4 separate regions of the Gossypium hirsutum genome follow, and regions 2, 3 and 4 are each linked to region 1. Evidence: chromatin contacts called from public Hi-C data. All regions are on one chromosome and are shown on one strand. The core of a region is the stretch at or near the end of the contact, and the rest is flanking DNA. Distances in the headings are between cores, read along the strand shown. Region 1 holds the start of LOC107892240 (terpene synthase 10). Region 2 holds the start of LOC107892216 (zinc finger protein CONSTANS-LIKE 7). Region 3 holds the start of LOC107892748 (NAC domain-containing protein 8-like). Region 4 holds the start of LOC107892221 (glycerol-3-phosphate dehydrogenase [NAD(+)]).

Region 1 (3,732 bases), core at 888-3,387:
TGTCCCAAGATCATCAGCAAGTCGGAAAATTATGGCCGAGCAATAAATTAGATTGGAATCTTCCTTCCAGTACTCCAAGCACTCCTTTGTTGTTAGATTTGGTGAGGAAAAAATATGTGATAGCACTAAGGGAACCGCAATAGAAATCCATGCATTATCCATATACTCGTTTAATGTTGGTATGTATCCACTGTAATACCACTTTGCCTCCACTAAGTAAGCTTTGCATAACTCTGCCCACTGAATACATGATAACTCTATTTTAATATGTAAAATTAAAGGAAATAGTTATGGATGAAAACAAAGATCTGAGCTTAGTACCGCTTTCTTCAATAAAGGAATGGTATGAAATCCATGTTCCTTGAGATTATCAAATGCTATTTCGTTTATGGAGTTGTAAAGAGCAAAGAAACATATCTTCATATATTCTGGGAGAAGCTCCATTGCATTTATATCCCATCTAAAATATTAAACACAACTTAAAAAGGTTCTTGTCTATAATTAACTTAGATTTGGACTTTTTGATACCAACCTTACCCAATCACTGAAGTGGGGGAGAAGAATATTAAACTTTAGAAAATTCATATCATACCTCTCAACAGCTTGAGTGAAGAGCTCTAACTCGTCCAATGTACCATACACATCATACACATCATCAATACTTGTTATTAATGCGATAATCTTTGTTAGAGTTCTTCTAAGGTTCCCAAAATGAGGATCAAATGCAATGCCTACTGTCCATAGAAAGTTTTCCATCAACATGTCTCTTGCAAAGGGTAGCTTTTCTCCCAGACCTATATCCCTCCACCACCTGCACAATCGTTTCATCTCAAAAGATTAGATGACAAATATATGTGTGTGTGTGTGTGTATTTAATTAATAAAATTCCATTCTTTGTTAGACCATGGATGCACTTACTTGGAAGCGTATATTAGATCATCCTGGTACACTGCTTGCACAATATTAAAATCCAATTTAGCGAGCTCCAAAAGAATAGGATTTCTTTTCTCTCTTTTCTCGTACACATCTATAAACCACCTGGCTTCTAACCTTGACACCCTCCAATGTAGAGGAAGTTCCAAGGCATGCTCCACTAGCATCCTAACATATTCATCTAATTTCTTTTGTTTCAGATATTGTTGAAGCTGTTTAGCTGCGAAATGCCTTGCAGTGTCTAAGATACCTTCATCCTCCATGGAAAGGTGTGAAGCTTCATACAAGTTTAGAAGCCCTTTGCAGTCCTCACAAAGACTCGACTTGAAATTCCCCATCTCGTCCATGAAACCGGAGAAAACCTCTGCACGTATAGAAAATTTTATATGTTTATTACTATTACTATTTTTACAGCAGTTTGTTTTAAACAAAATCTCTGCACTTCTTACCTTCAGTTAAATTATAACCATGCTGCCTTAGGAGTCTAAATTCAAGTGCTGTAGCATATAAGTTGCCTTCCTTCCATAAAGCCTTGCTCTGATCAGCCCTTATATGGATATCCTCCAAAATCCTCTTGGTTTCATCCTGAAAATGATAAGATAAACCGAGCCTCTGCAAGGTATCGATCAGCTCAAGCTTCTCTAAAGGGTCCATAACTTTCTCAAGCATCATTCTCACTTCGCCCAGAAGTCTGATTGCTTGTTCATTAAATGATTCCCCCTGGATGGGTAGTAAATATATTCTCAGCTTGGATAAAATATAAATTTTGTAACTTCAAAGTAATTGGCGTGCAAATGTTCAGTTCTAAGTTTTAACTACTTATTACAACAAGAAGCAATGTAAATAATATAAATATACCAGATAGTCACTCTTGAGCGACTGAATATAATCGTACTCCCAAGTAGGAGGATGGTAATTAGCAGACCGTCTAACAATTTTTTGATCCGAATCATTGGCTTTAGCAACAGATTTGGAGGCTCGAACAACACCCAAGTTGTTGACATTTGATCTGTTGGAGGTGCCTTTCGTGTGCAATCTGATGAAACTGCTGCTAGGAACTGCAGTTACGAGACTAAAGGCCATGAAAAAGCTCCACTTAGGCAATTTCAAATGAGTGATTCAACTTTAGAGCTTAGCTGTACTTTACTTTCAGAAAAGAAAAAAAAAGATTCAACTTTCTGCAAAAACCGACGCATGCCACACCATGTATATATAATCAGTTAATGCTATTTTCTTTTTATTATATTTAGAAGTCAAATTGACTTTTCAAAGCCTTTTTAACTTCTCAAAACCAAATAAAGCTTGAAGCCAAGAGTTGCCGTACAATTTGGTTAGTAACGTGGCAGGTTGGTGATGATTACATAAGGATTTAGATGAAAATAATGATAAATTTACTGGAAGTTACATAAAACACTAGATAATTATGGCTTGCAAGCTAGTAACCTTATCTTTGATTAAGTTGATTAATTATGAATCTGGCATGAGTTTAAGTATACTTATCCATAAGCTAAAACGGTTTAACCAAGCCTATAAATATGTAAGCATAATGTGTATAGAAAGAATAAGTGGTGTGAGTAAAAGAACAAGAAAAAAAAGACAGCGTAAGATAGAAAACTAGCAGCAACTAGTACAGAGAGAAAAAAAAAATTATTTGTATTGTGTAATATTTGTGTGTAATAAAATTATTTTTCAGTTATTAATTGTCCATACACTTCCAACAAGTGGTATTCGAGTTAGGTTCATGTCGACGTCACAATGGGAAACATGATTCAACTGCAGATCCTGAAATCAACAAAGACAATTTATGGAAATTGGAGCATTCAAAAGAAGGATTTGCTTGATTCTTAAGATTGTTGGGTTATTGTTGAAGAAAGATATGTCGAGCCCGAAAATGCAGCTGTCGAAGTGGTTTTGACAAACGAGGAAAAAAGAGCATTGAAAGAAGTTTGTAAAAAAAGATAAGAGAGCGTTTTTCTTTATTTTTCAAAGTGTTCATGAATCAACCTTTGAAAACATTTCAAATGCGAAGACATCAAATGAAGAATGGGGGATTTTGCAAAAAATCCCTTCGAGTGGAAAAAGCAAAAAAGCTACACTTACAAACCCTTAGAGTCGAATTTGAGATGTTGAAGATGAAAGTTTCAAAAATTGTTGATGATTATGTCACCCGAGTGAAAGTGGTGGTAAATGAAATGAAAAGGAATAGAGAAAATTTTGATGACGTAAGAGTAATAGAAAAAAGTTTGTCGTCATTAACACAAAAATTTGATTATGTGGTTATTGCCATTGAAGAATCAAAATATTAATCACAAATATCAATCAAAGAACGTGTGGGTTCCCTCCAAGCCTATGAGCATAAAATCAAGCAAAATGATGATACTGGAAATTTGGAGCAAGTCTTGCAAAGCAAGTTGTCCTTCAATAAAAGTGGATCTAGTAATAGTTTTGGACAAGGTTCAAGCAATCGTGGAGGATATAGAGGTGGACGAGGAACACCTGGACGAGGCAATCAATTATATGGTAGAGGCCAAACAAATGAAATATATCAGACATCAATTCATAGAAGAGGAGTTCGAGGCTGAGGCCAAGGTTGAGGTAGAGGTAGTTTTCAACAAGGAAATAAATCTCAGATACAATGTTATAATTGCAATAAATATGGTCATTTTTAGTTATGATTATGGACCAACTCCCAAGATGGAGGAGAGAAATCATGTAGCAACAACTAAAGAAGAAGAAAACGTGGAATCTAGTATATTCCTCACTTATAAAGAAAGTGAAAAATCAAATAAAAATATTTTG
Region 2 (3,732 bases), core at 620-3,119, 440 kb after region 1:
TGTTTCAACTTTTTTAAGCTTCTTGCCAAAAAAAAATCATTTTAAAAGGTTGCTATTTTTACAAAATTGGAAGTAAACAAAACTCAATACAACATACTCAAATCAAACCAAAATTTAATTTATACTAATCAAATTTATTAAACGAAACAAATAATGTGATACTTACATATCTCAATCCCTAACTGCCAAAGTCCTAAAGTAAGAAGCAAAGTAGATATTTGATGAATGTTGACAAACTCAAATAAAATAGAAAAAGTAAGGAAAGAGTTTTCCAAAGATTATTGACGAACCCCAAATTGGAGCTTTGTAGAGGTGTTCAGCCTGCATGTCACGGAGGCTGCCAAAAAGGTGTAAGCAAAAAGCTAAAAAGGTTCTCAAAAAGGGGACCCTCAACTTTGCACTTTCTCATGCCTTTCTTTCCTGATTGGCTACTGGGTTTTTCTCTGTTGACTTCCACCATATTTTTTGCCATTAAGTCGCCCCCTCCATGCCCTTATTACATTCCTGTTTCATTAGTCTAACCTTTGGTGATTGGTTTTTGCTTCACTATCATACACTTACTGAAAAGTAATAATTTTTTGCTTTTCTGGTTTTTGAACTTCACATGAAAGCTTTAGTTTCTATGATTAATTTCACTTATAATTATTAAATTACTTTCACAATTATTATATCTAATATGTTTCCCCATCCCTCTAAAGGAGGACTTAAAGTTTTAAACTACAATACAAGACGGCCTGACTCACTCGGCCCGATTTTTAGGTAAGATGTTTCTGGTTTGGACTTCATCAACTCTATTTCAAATTAAATAATAAAATATTTTTATTTAAATTTATTATAAAATATTTAAAATTTATATTAATATTATTAAAATATATAATTAATAAACATTATCTAATAAGATTGTTACACATACCGTCACAATTACAATTATAAAGAATACATATGAATGATTATAACCAGAATTAATCTTATAAAACTTGATCGATAATTAGAATATATCCAGATCTATACCTTATTAAATATATACAAAGTTCACATATAGTAGGACATAAACTAAAATGAATGTTGTTTGAGAACTCACACACGATTTATATCTTAAAGTTCCAAGAGCGTTAACTTCGTGATTAAGCTAAGGCCTTTTTGAGGTAGACCAACTCTGTCGATAAAAGTTTGTAAAGTGTTGTTTGTCATAAGCTGACAAACCCCTCAACAGGTCAATATTATCTGCAATGGGAGTTTTAGCTCCCAACTCTAATAGCCAGGTGCTTCAAGAAGTGGCAAATTCATAAAGTGAAAGCAGTGATAAAAAGGACCATATAGATGGACATAGCCACCTACCAAAGAAATCTCAACATTTGTTCAGTGATATTTGAACTCATGTCTTATAACACTTAGTAGTAACTACACAACTACTTGAGTCAACAATAATAAATATATTTTAATTTTGTCATCTTTTTCACTTTTTGTTTCTTGTTTAATAATTTCTTATGTAAATACATATTAAATATTTGATTATTTAATTATAACATTAACTTTGATATTTTTTTACTTTGATATTTTAATTATTTTTTCCATTATCGCAATTAATTGATTTTATATAAAATAATTTCACAAATCGATATCAAAGTTACATATCTTATTTTAATTGAAGTCAGATATAATTTTTTTATGAAAGAAATTAAATATATTTAATTTTATATCATTTTAATATTTAATTAATATTATTTATTTTTGTAATTAAAAATAAAATACATAAATAAATAATATGAAAATAATTATTTTTTATTTAAAATTTGCTTAATAAATAGATGTCAAGGAAGGTTTAAGAGAATTTTAGAGTAAAGGTGCTTGGTATCTGAATTTTAGCCTAATTGAAATATAATCTTATCTTTCTTTATTAAGCAAAAATCAAACATTTTCCTGTCTTGGCCAATTGGTATCCCTAAAACCCCAACCCTATCTATAGCAACGAAATCCAGATAACAATACAATCTAATCCCCTTCCCAATCATCTTCTTCCACGTGTACATAAAGTGCCACCCCCAATCAACCCAATCACCATCACTTTTCCCCTGTAATTTTCTGACACTTAAGCCTCTTTCCCTTCCATATTGTAGATCCCGCTCTGTTCCCTTTCCCTCTTTAAAGGTCTCTTCTCTCTTTTTTTTTTTTCTTTCCATTTTCTCTCCATCCAAACAGAAATATGTGCAACAATAACAACAGTACTAGGCGAAGCAAAAGAAAACCAAAGTCTCGTAGTTTTTCTCTGAAACATTCTCGGAAAACCCGAACTAAAACTAGGAGACCAAAGTACCTTAGCCTTCTTCACCTTGAAGAAAACTTACCCCAAATGCCATTAACCAACAACAACGATAACAACAACAAAGAAATTACAGATAAACAGCTTAATCTTTTCCCACTTCACCCTGAAAATTTAGTTGAAGATCGTGATACACAGTACGATAATGTTTCTTTGCTTTTCAACACGACAGAGGGAGACAGTGATCATGCTGTTACACTTAACGGTCTTTTAGACAGCGAAGGTAGTGATAATTATAAGAATGAAACGGCGACGGCGACGACCACGACGACTGCGACTACGGTGACGTCGGAAGAGAGTCCTTTGTCGCCTTCTTTTACGTATAGGGGGTATAGCTATGAAGATCGAACGAGGTTGTCGCTTGTACGGGCGGCTATGAAAGGGAAGAAGGAGAGAGATGAGAGTGAGGAGAAGTGGGTGGTTTATTCTGAGGTTGTGGAGAAGAAAGAGATGGAAGAAGTGAGTAGCGGCGGCGGAGGAGACGGTGGTTATGATGGCGGTGCATGGTGGAGTAAGAAGAAGATGAAAAAGTTGTTGGCTTTGAAGCTTGACTATGAGGAGATAATGAATGCTTGGTCTGGTAAGGGCCCCCTTTACATTGAAGGAGAGTCCCCTCAAATTGTCCCTCACTTGCATCAACCTTCTCCCAATGTAAGATCTTAGCCCCTAATCAATCATTTCTTTTCTTTTAACTTTTTCTAATGTTAAAAAGTTAGGAGTTATTAATAAAAATATTTAATTTTGGACTTCACTAGATTTCTTTTTATAAAATAAATCATTCAAGATGTTTTTTTTATTCAACTTCAAAAAAATGTTTTTTTATGCACAAATATTTTTATGAGTTCGAATTTAATACACTAACTATATATATTAAAAAAAATTTATGTACAAGTCAAAATAAATCAATGGTGTATGGTAATAAATTGGAAGAGTATTGCATACATAGATAAATAATAATTGAACATACAAGTCAAAATAAATCAATGGTGTATGGTAATAAATTGGAAGAGTATTGCATACATAGATAAATAATAATTGAACATCAGGTGATGGCAGAAATAGTGAATTGATTTTATCTTATATTTTTTATGTTAATTGATAAAAATGTGTAAGAAAGTGGCATATGGGGGGGAAGTTGAGCCCATGCTAGCTTTGTTTCTATATGAGATGATGATAGGCTCAATGTAGCTAATGAAAATTATGTTTTGCACTTTTTGCTTTTTTCTTGATGGGCCCTAGTATACCTTTTAAGCCAGCTGGATTTTTCATTTTCGGCCCAGCTTAGTGACATTTTGTTGGTTGGTTGGTTGGTTGATATTAAAAATATTATATAGTTTTCCGTGACAATATTTTAAAATTTAAATTAATCTTTTTACCCTTTATAGCATAGCAAGCCTTTGGAAATATACCTA
Region 3 (3,732 bases), core at 625-3,124, 400 kb before region 1:
GTAACAAAATTGTTTATTATACTACACATTTATTCCCTAATTATGCGGGGTCGAGTATATGTAATGTTAGGTCGGGGGAAGTAAAAATCTGTGTCGTCTCACCTCGCCTTCTTATCATCCCCAGTTATTTTATATATTTATTTTTTTACAATAATTCACTTTATTGCTATCATTACGTTTTAATCCAAACACATATTAAATCACCAATTTTAATCTTTTTAATATAATATCTAATTTTACCATGATCGTTATTTTTAACTTCACTAAAATCAATTTCAGTATCATTTTTTTAAAAAAAAACCTTAAAAAGGACCTGACAGTGAAAATTTTGCCATCACTATATGTTAGCTTCAAAATTTTAAGTAAATTTACTGTTTGAATGCAGATAATTAAGAAATTTTAGCATATTTAAATTCTGATTTTTTCGGATTTAATATTTTTAAAATTTTTAAAATTATTTTTTTGTGAATTCGGATATTTGAGAAAGAATAAAATTTAATTTGAATTTAGATAATAATATTCGAATAATTTGTAAAAATAAATCCTATAAAAGAGAGGCTAACATTGATTTTTTGAACAGATTGGGCTTGATTTGTAGCATTATGTATTTAACTGCAGGCCTGTAATATCATGGGCCCCCAAGTCTCTCAACACCCATCTTTCTTACATTTTATTGGCATCCGGTTTAACGCATAACCAATGAAAAATGAAAAAAATAAAAACAATGAAAATCGCCGTTGCCGGGGATCGAACCCGGGTCACCCGCGTGACAGGCGGGAATACTCACCACTATACTACAACGACTAGATGCTTAATGATCAAGTTTTATTAAATTTCATATATTTGTCAGATAAAATGTCCTTTTTCAAAAAATTATATGTTATTATATACTGTTATTCCCTAATTATGTGAGGTTGAGTTAGCGTTTTTCAAATATAAAAATTAAAAATGACATTTTTATTTATGATTGAAAGTAAATATTTACAACAAATCAAAATCACATTCGTATTCAAATTGCTCTAAACACAAACAAATTTACAATGCTTGTATTACTTCAATTCTTGTATTTAATTTTATCCAATTTAAATCTCTTATAAAGTTGCAATGTTTCATGACTTAAAAGAATGTTTTCATTGAACCCCATGTAATGACCTAATAGTCAGGGTGTTTACCATCTCAAGTGTATCTTGGATTTGAGTCGCACTAGTCACATTTATTGTTCGAACTTTATCCTGTTATTATAATTTACTAACAAAATCAAGGTTTTCATAAGATTTACCAATCACAAATTATTTAAAGCATAATACACTTTTAGATTTATTTACAGAATTAATGATAATAATGCTTAGTATCCAATTAAAAAGGAAGCCGCGTCGGAAACAGTGGAATTTTCAGTAAAAAAGTTCTCTTTTTCTTTTCAATTATTATTAAAAAATTTAAAAATTGAGTTTGGTTAAATTCTACTTTTAATCCTTATATTATACTCAGTTTACCTATTTAGTTCATAATTTTTAATTTAATTCTACCGTTACTAATGTCCTCACTAGCACCATTAAATTTTTTGTCACTTGATTACAGTAATTGTTAGAAAACCCGAAGCAAAAAAAAAATTGTTTTCCTTTAGAATGGTAAATCTATTTTACAAATTATTTCAGTCGAATAATGAATTTTTGATAATATTAGTAAAATACAGGGACTGAAGATGGAATTTAGACCAACAATTTGAAGTGTTCCAATGAACCAACGTTCCCATTGTCAAGCTTGGGAGGCAAGTAGGAGATTGAAGATAATTACGAAAAATGCCATGAAGCTCGAAATTCGAAGCTGCCAAGTGCTTAAACATTCTTCAGACAAGGAACCGAACTTCGTGTCCGAACCAAATGGTTCGGGTCCAGGTTTAGTCAACTACGGGACCTACAAATGAAAAAAACAAAACAAACTTCCGCTCTGATGTCATTCTCCGAAGCTGAGATTGAGTTTCCGAGCCTATTATATGAGTTCCAAAGCAAAATTTCCCGCTCTCTCTCTCTCCTTTCATCGTTCGATTACTTAGCCTAGTGTAGAAAAAGGGCAAAGGGAAAGAGAAGTATTTAGAGAGCTTAAAAGCTTCGCTTATACTCTCTTCTCTATTCATCATTCTTCTTCTTCCTCTTCCCCTTTCTTTACTTTGTTAATGGCGAGGTAAGGTTAAAGAAATTAATGATAAAAAATAATGAATTTAATGATAATATTTTCATTGTTTAATTGACTGATTTTGGGTTGGATTCTTTTTTCTTTGGGAAAAAAATTGGACTTTTAACTTGAAATCCCCATTTTCAACTGAAGTTTTGATGTTGAATTTATGGGGGAAATACGTGATTTAAGATTCTGGGTTACCATGAAATTCCTTTTTTTATTTCTTGGGTTACTTTTTTTAGGCAATGGGGGTATAGTAAAAACTTGCTGTAAAGGGGGTTGGTTTTTTTTTAACCCCTATTTTCCTTAATTTCACCTGAGTTTGAAGACGTGGGGGGACTTTGTCATTCATTGAGTGATTGTGTTTGTTCATCCATTATGAGCTCCATTGAGAGAGTTTACATGATGTTATTTGATGATCATCCTTTCTTAGAAGCTCTTCATTACTGCACAAACTGTTGTTAATGGAAAAGCTTCCTTTAAATTTACCTAGACATAGGAGGCATGGTGGGTAGAGTTAACTGATTTTTGGTTGGAATTCTTTTCTGGATAAATTTATGGACTTTTAAGAAAATAAATCCCTCACATCTGGGTTATTTTATTTCTTGATTTAATGGGGTTTGTAAGTTACATAAAAACTTACCATAAATAGAGTTGGTTTTTATATTTAACCCCCTATTTTCCCATTGAGTTTAATTTTGTGGTACCTTTTGGGTGGGGGTCATCAAGTGCAACTGTTTCTTCATCCAGTATGAGGTTCATTGAGAGAGTTCATGATTTCTTACAACTGTTATTAATGGAAAATCATCCTTAAAAAAACAACCTGTTTCTTTACACTTCTCCAATGTATGTTTTGTTTTTGGACTATTTTGCTCATAACAAAAACCATTGTTGTTTTGCAGGAGCTGGCTTGTTGATAGCAGAGCAATAGCAAAGAAAGTAAAAAATGCTTCATGGTCTTCTTCCGTTCAAATCACTGATTGCGGAGCGAATCGTGAATGTCCCAACTGTCATTATCGTATCGATAACAGCGATGTAAGCGGAAAACATCATTGTTTCAATCGAATTTTTTAAGGTTTTTATGGTTTTCTTACACTTATGTGTGGGGGCTGTTTTATTTGCAGGTGTTTCCTCAATGGCCTGGCCTTCCAGTGGGAGTGAAATTTGATCCATCTGATTCAGAGCTTTTAGATCACTTAGCCGCTAAGTGCGGTGTCGGAGACTCGAAAGAACACCTGTTTATCGATGAGTTTATTCTGACGCTCTGCGAGTGTCAGGGGATTTGTTACACTCATCCTGAGAATCTTCCAGGTAAATGTGGTTATGGATGAACTAATTTTGTTGTTTTTACATTGCTGTCACATGTAGGATGAACTCGATTTACCATATTAGCCCATTTTGTGGGTATTACGCATTTGGCATTAATCGAATCCATGTTGCAACGTTCGGAATTCACAACAATGGAAAATATACACTGCAGCTTGATTTGGATACTATATTTTTGTTTTTTACATTGCTGTCATATGTAGGATGAATTGTTGGTATATGCATTCATTG
Region 4 (3,732 bases), core at 783-3,282, 370 kb after region 1:
ATTACTCACAGGAGTGACCATGAAATAAGGGGTACTGAATAATTTAACCCATTGCTCCGCAATCTCTCGATTGTCTCGATATCCAACCGTTGCTTCACTGAATTTCTCCACAGCGATCTATAGGCTCAACTAGTTACTTGTGAGAAACCAATGGCAAAATGACACTGTAATTTGTATGTGAACTTCTCAAGTATATCAACTGATTACCTCATTTGCGATATTTGCCCCCATTAGAACAGAACAATTGATGCCGAGCTGCTCGGATATAAGATTGGAGATCATACAAGGGCCTTCCATTTTGACCTCCATCCCTTTAATAAGAGAAATAGCCTCAACATCTCCCCTTACTTTACCAACAAGCCTCTTGCATATGCCCTCCATAAATTGATGAGGGGTCACAAAGACCAACATGTTTGCATCTTTTACTGCAGAATTTCGATTTCAACCGTAAACATAGTGAACATCTATCCCTAACTACCCTAGCTACAAGCATTCAAGAATATAAATGAAGCAAAAAGGGTACAAGAAATGTAAAGAAAAAAGGGGAAATTGATTACCTGCATTGTCGAGGTCTGGATCCGCAATGACATTTTTGCCGAGCTTAATACCAGGAAGGTATTTAACATTTTCCTAGTGAAACAAAAGCAAGCCCACTTACAGGTTGAGAAAATCTACAAGAAAATAAACAAATGGACAGAAAATGAATGTTTTCAAGTGCTCACATTAGTTTTGTTAATGACATCTGTAAGCTTTTCATCCGTTTGCAATGTCTCCTCAAATACCCACATCCTCACTTCATCTGGATTTTTCATTAGAACAAATTGCAATTCAATTCCAAATCTAAAACCATAAAAACTTCCACTTAGTATTATCAAATCTCAATACTTCTAAACATAGTTAAGTAATCTTTTTCATCATTCCACCATATGAATCTCACAAGCTAACATCTTTGGGGAGCTTTTCCCCGGTTTCTAAATCGTTGAAAGAAACGGAAAATCATGCAAGAAACAAAAAGATGAGTGAAGGGTAGACAAATACCATGAAAAGAGTTGAGCTTGAGAGTGTTAGAAGCAATGAGCTTAGCAGCAACACTACCCCAATTACCACTACCAACAACAGTGACCTTTGATTTAGAGACAACTTGACCATCATTCCCAAAATTGTTTACAGTGTCAGCGTGATGGGGTGTTGCAGTTTGGGGTTCAGCTTCTTGGTGTGGGGGAGAGAGAGGTTCAAAAGCAGGAGCCATTGAAATGAAAGGGGAGAAATGGGAGGAAGAAAAGATGAGTGGCAATGAAGAAATGAAAGTGAAGTCAGAAAAGAGGGAGAAAGATGAAGAAGAATATAAGGGGAAATGAAAGCGCATGAGGGCGGAGATGACAGACACGTTGTCGTCACAAACAATGAAACAAAGTTATCTTTTATGCTTTCATTTGTTGAAGTTGGCGATCTACTCTATGTTGCTTTTGCTTTCTTCCTTCGGGTTTTCTTTCCAAGTCAAAACTACTGCAAGTTTGGACCTCACTTTGCAAAGTAATTTTGTAATGACATGGTTGTTTTGGCAATTTATCAGTGAATAAAAATGAAAGTGAGACCAATGAAGGCTATGATCCAAAGAACAAAAACCGTCGTGGAACTTGTCTTGGGTCCATTTCAATAAAGAAATATCTTAGACCCATTTTCTAATGGGTCAATATATTTTAGCCCAAAACTGGTTGGGTCAATATATAGAGATAGATAGGGAGAGATACTTGATATTCATGGTAAAAGCAAAGGTCTGCAAGAAGATGATATGAGATAGAAAGAAGTTTAGTAAATTGCAATTGGCATTTGCAAATGTTTGAGACAGTGACTGACTTTAATTAATCACAATGTAATAAACATACCAAAAAGCTTGAAGCTATGAGTGCATGCGGGAGATTCTGTCTTGCATTCCCACTCTACTCAAATCACATTGCGGTCTAGCTCAGATATTCAGTTTCTCCATGATTTACGCCCAAAACTTGGCTTTTAGTTGCTCCTTTTTATATGAAAATTTTCTTCCTATAAACCATTGTTTGTTTCACACATCAAAACTAGATCGCATGATTATTACTATTATTAATTTTCTAAATTAAGGTTTTCCATTTTTGGTTATTACTATTATTAATTTTTTAAGGAATACTATTACTATTATTATTAAGTTTTTATTAGTAAAATTCTATATTTTAATTTTTTTCAACGACAAAGAATAAATTAATTGATGATTAATTGGGTTTGTTTGCATTGACATTTTGGTACTTCAAAAGCAATAACTTTTTCGGTGACAATTATCCAAACGCTCACAACATTTTATATAAATACTTTTTATCTTTTTCCATTATAATTAATGCTTTGGTTTGACTTTTTATCCATGAAAGCATTTAAGAGATATAAAATATATACTTTTTATACGTTATGTAGATAAAACAAGCAAAACTCTCTTATCAATAAAGACAATCACTTTCATGAAAAAGTACACTTTAGCCACTTATAGCAGATTACATAAAAGCAACCCTAAACTGCAGTTGCATGCTTTGATCTATCAATACAGAAAATTACTACAAATTAACTGTATAGGATTAATGATTAATCCAAGTTGTGTCCAATTTCAGGCAACATGCAGAGGTCGTCGTTTCATTACATTCTTAAAAGAAACAAAAAGACTAAATTATAATTAAACTGCTAATTATAAGTTTAAAACTAGCAGTGGGAACCCCTTCTACATTTGAGTGCGCCAGCAGTCATTGTCATTGTACCCACAAGAGAAGATGGTCTAGCACTAAGGCTCGAAGCCCTAGAAAAGGTTGAAGATGCACCAGAAGCACCGGTTTGCCTGAAAAAGGCTCCATTCAACATCAAGTCTCCTTCGGATCTCCAGTTCCAGCGTTTCCATTCACTCTCTGGTGCATTCTCATGCTTGGTCACCTACAAAAATCATTACATATGGTAGTGTGAAAATGGTGATATATATGAGTTAACTCGTGCTAATGAGGACTTTGAAAATTAATTACCTCTTTCTTTGATCTATCATTGGGTGCTAGAAACCTGTTTCCTTGGCTGTTGATAGTAGGGTTTGCACTGCCACCAATGGCGTACATTTCCCAATGGGTGTAATCGTTGTTCACCACATGGAAATATCCAAGTCTACACCTTGGCATTCTTTGAATTAGACCTTCCCCGAAATGGTTAAAGGCAACAGTGACTTGCATGTTTTTATCTTGCATATAGGAATCACTGTGGCCCAAAAGCATGACTTTATCATGATGGGTCATGTAGTTGTTTGATATAGTCACGGCGGTGGATCCATGGATGACATCGATGAGTCCATCATGACAATTCGACAATGAACAATGGTCAACCCATATATTCTTGCTGCCAAAGATTGAGACACCATCACCGTCCGATGGAGTCCAATGCCCTGCATGATGGGGAGAGTCTCTTATAATTGTACTACCCCCGGGTTTACAATCATGTATGTGGATGCCATGGATTATGATGTTCGACACATAATGGATGGTGATGCATGGTCCACCCGATATGTGAACGCTCGCACCTCGACCGTCTATTGTCTTGAAAGAGTTCATCAACAATTCTTGTTTCAACGTAATCACCATATCTCTCTTGAAAATAATCCACAATGGCTCGTCTTGAATCACAGCATGCCTTAAAGTACCCGGCCTAGGGTTCACCGGGTCGTCATCGCCGGCATCC

What was found. A called contact is a pair of places that touch in the nucleus more often than the background predicts.
Region 2: a contact with region 1 is called in a Hi-C map of leaf, with 2.0 times the contacts expected there. The contact joins the promoter of LOC107892216 here to the promoter of LOC107892240 in region 1. A contact is called at or near these places in 3 of 34 Hi-C or Micro-C datasets (all in leaf).
Region 3: a Hi-C map of leaf shows a contact between it and region 1, with 3 times the contacts expected there. The contact joins the promoter of LOC107892748 here to the promoter of LOC107892240 in region 1. A contact is called at or near these places in 5 of 34 Hi-C or Micro-C datasets (callus and leaf).
Region 4: a contact with region 1 is called in a Hi-C map of leaf, with 2.4 times the contacts expected there. The contact joins the promoter of LOC107892221 here to the promoter of LOC107892240 in region 1. A contact is called at or near these places in 2 of 34 Hi-C or Micro-C datasets (leaf and petal).

The regions. Positions count from the first base shown.
Region 1 is chrD09:10,191,119-10,194,850 of Gossypium_hirsutum_v2.1, forward strand. LOC107892240 (terpene synthase 10) reads right to left here and starts at 2,138. Exons shown (of 7, transcript XM_016817264.2): 1 at 1,792-2,138; 2 at 1,383-1,653; 3 at 919-1,297; 4 at 593-811; 5 at 322-460; 6 at 1-240. The coding sequence starts at 2,016.
Region 2 is chrD09:10,627,236-10,630,967 of Gossypium_hirsutum_v2.1, forward strand. It overlaps LOC107892216 (zinc finger protein CONSTANS-LIKE 7), which reads left to right and starts at 1,870. Exons shown (of 3, transcript XM_016817233.2): 1 at 1,870-2,971. The coding sequence starts at 2,204.
Region 3 is chrD09:9,790,623-9,794,354 of Gossypium_hirsutum_v2.1, forward strand. It overlaps LOC107892748 (NAC domain-containing protein 8-like), which reads left to right and starts at 1,875. Exons shown (of 6, transcript NM_001398515.1): 1 at 1,875-2,181; 2 at 3,078-3,210; 3 at 3,300-3,486. The coding sequence starts at 2,174. TRNAD-GUC (transfer RNA aspartic acid (anticodon GUC)) reads right to left here and starts at 804; the gene lies at 733-804.
Region 4 is chrD09:10,559,421-10,563,152 of Gossypium_hirsutum_v2.1, forward strand. LOC107892221 (glycerol-3-phosphate dehydrogenase [NAD(+)]) reads right to left here and starts at 2,033. Exons shown (of 12, transcript XM_016817235.2): 1 at 1,887-2,033; 2 at 1,039-1,777; 3 at 723-799; 4 at 558-630; 5 at 208-425; 6 at 10-117. The coding sequence starts at 1,366. LOC107892218 (pectate lyase) reads right to left here. Exons shown (of 3, transcript XM_016817234.2): 2 at 3,033-3,732; 3 at 2,577-2,946. The coding sequence ends at 2,722.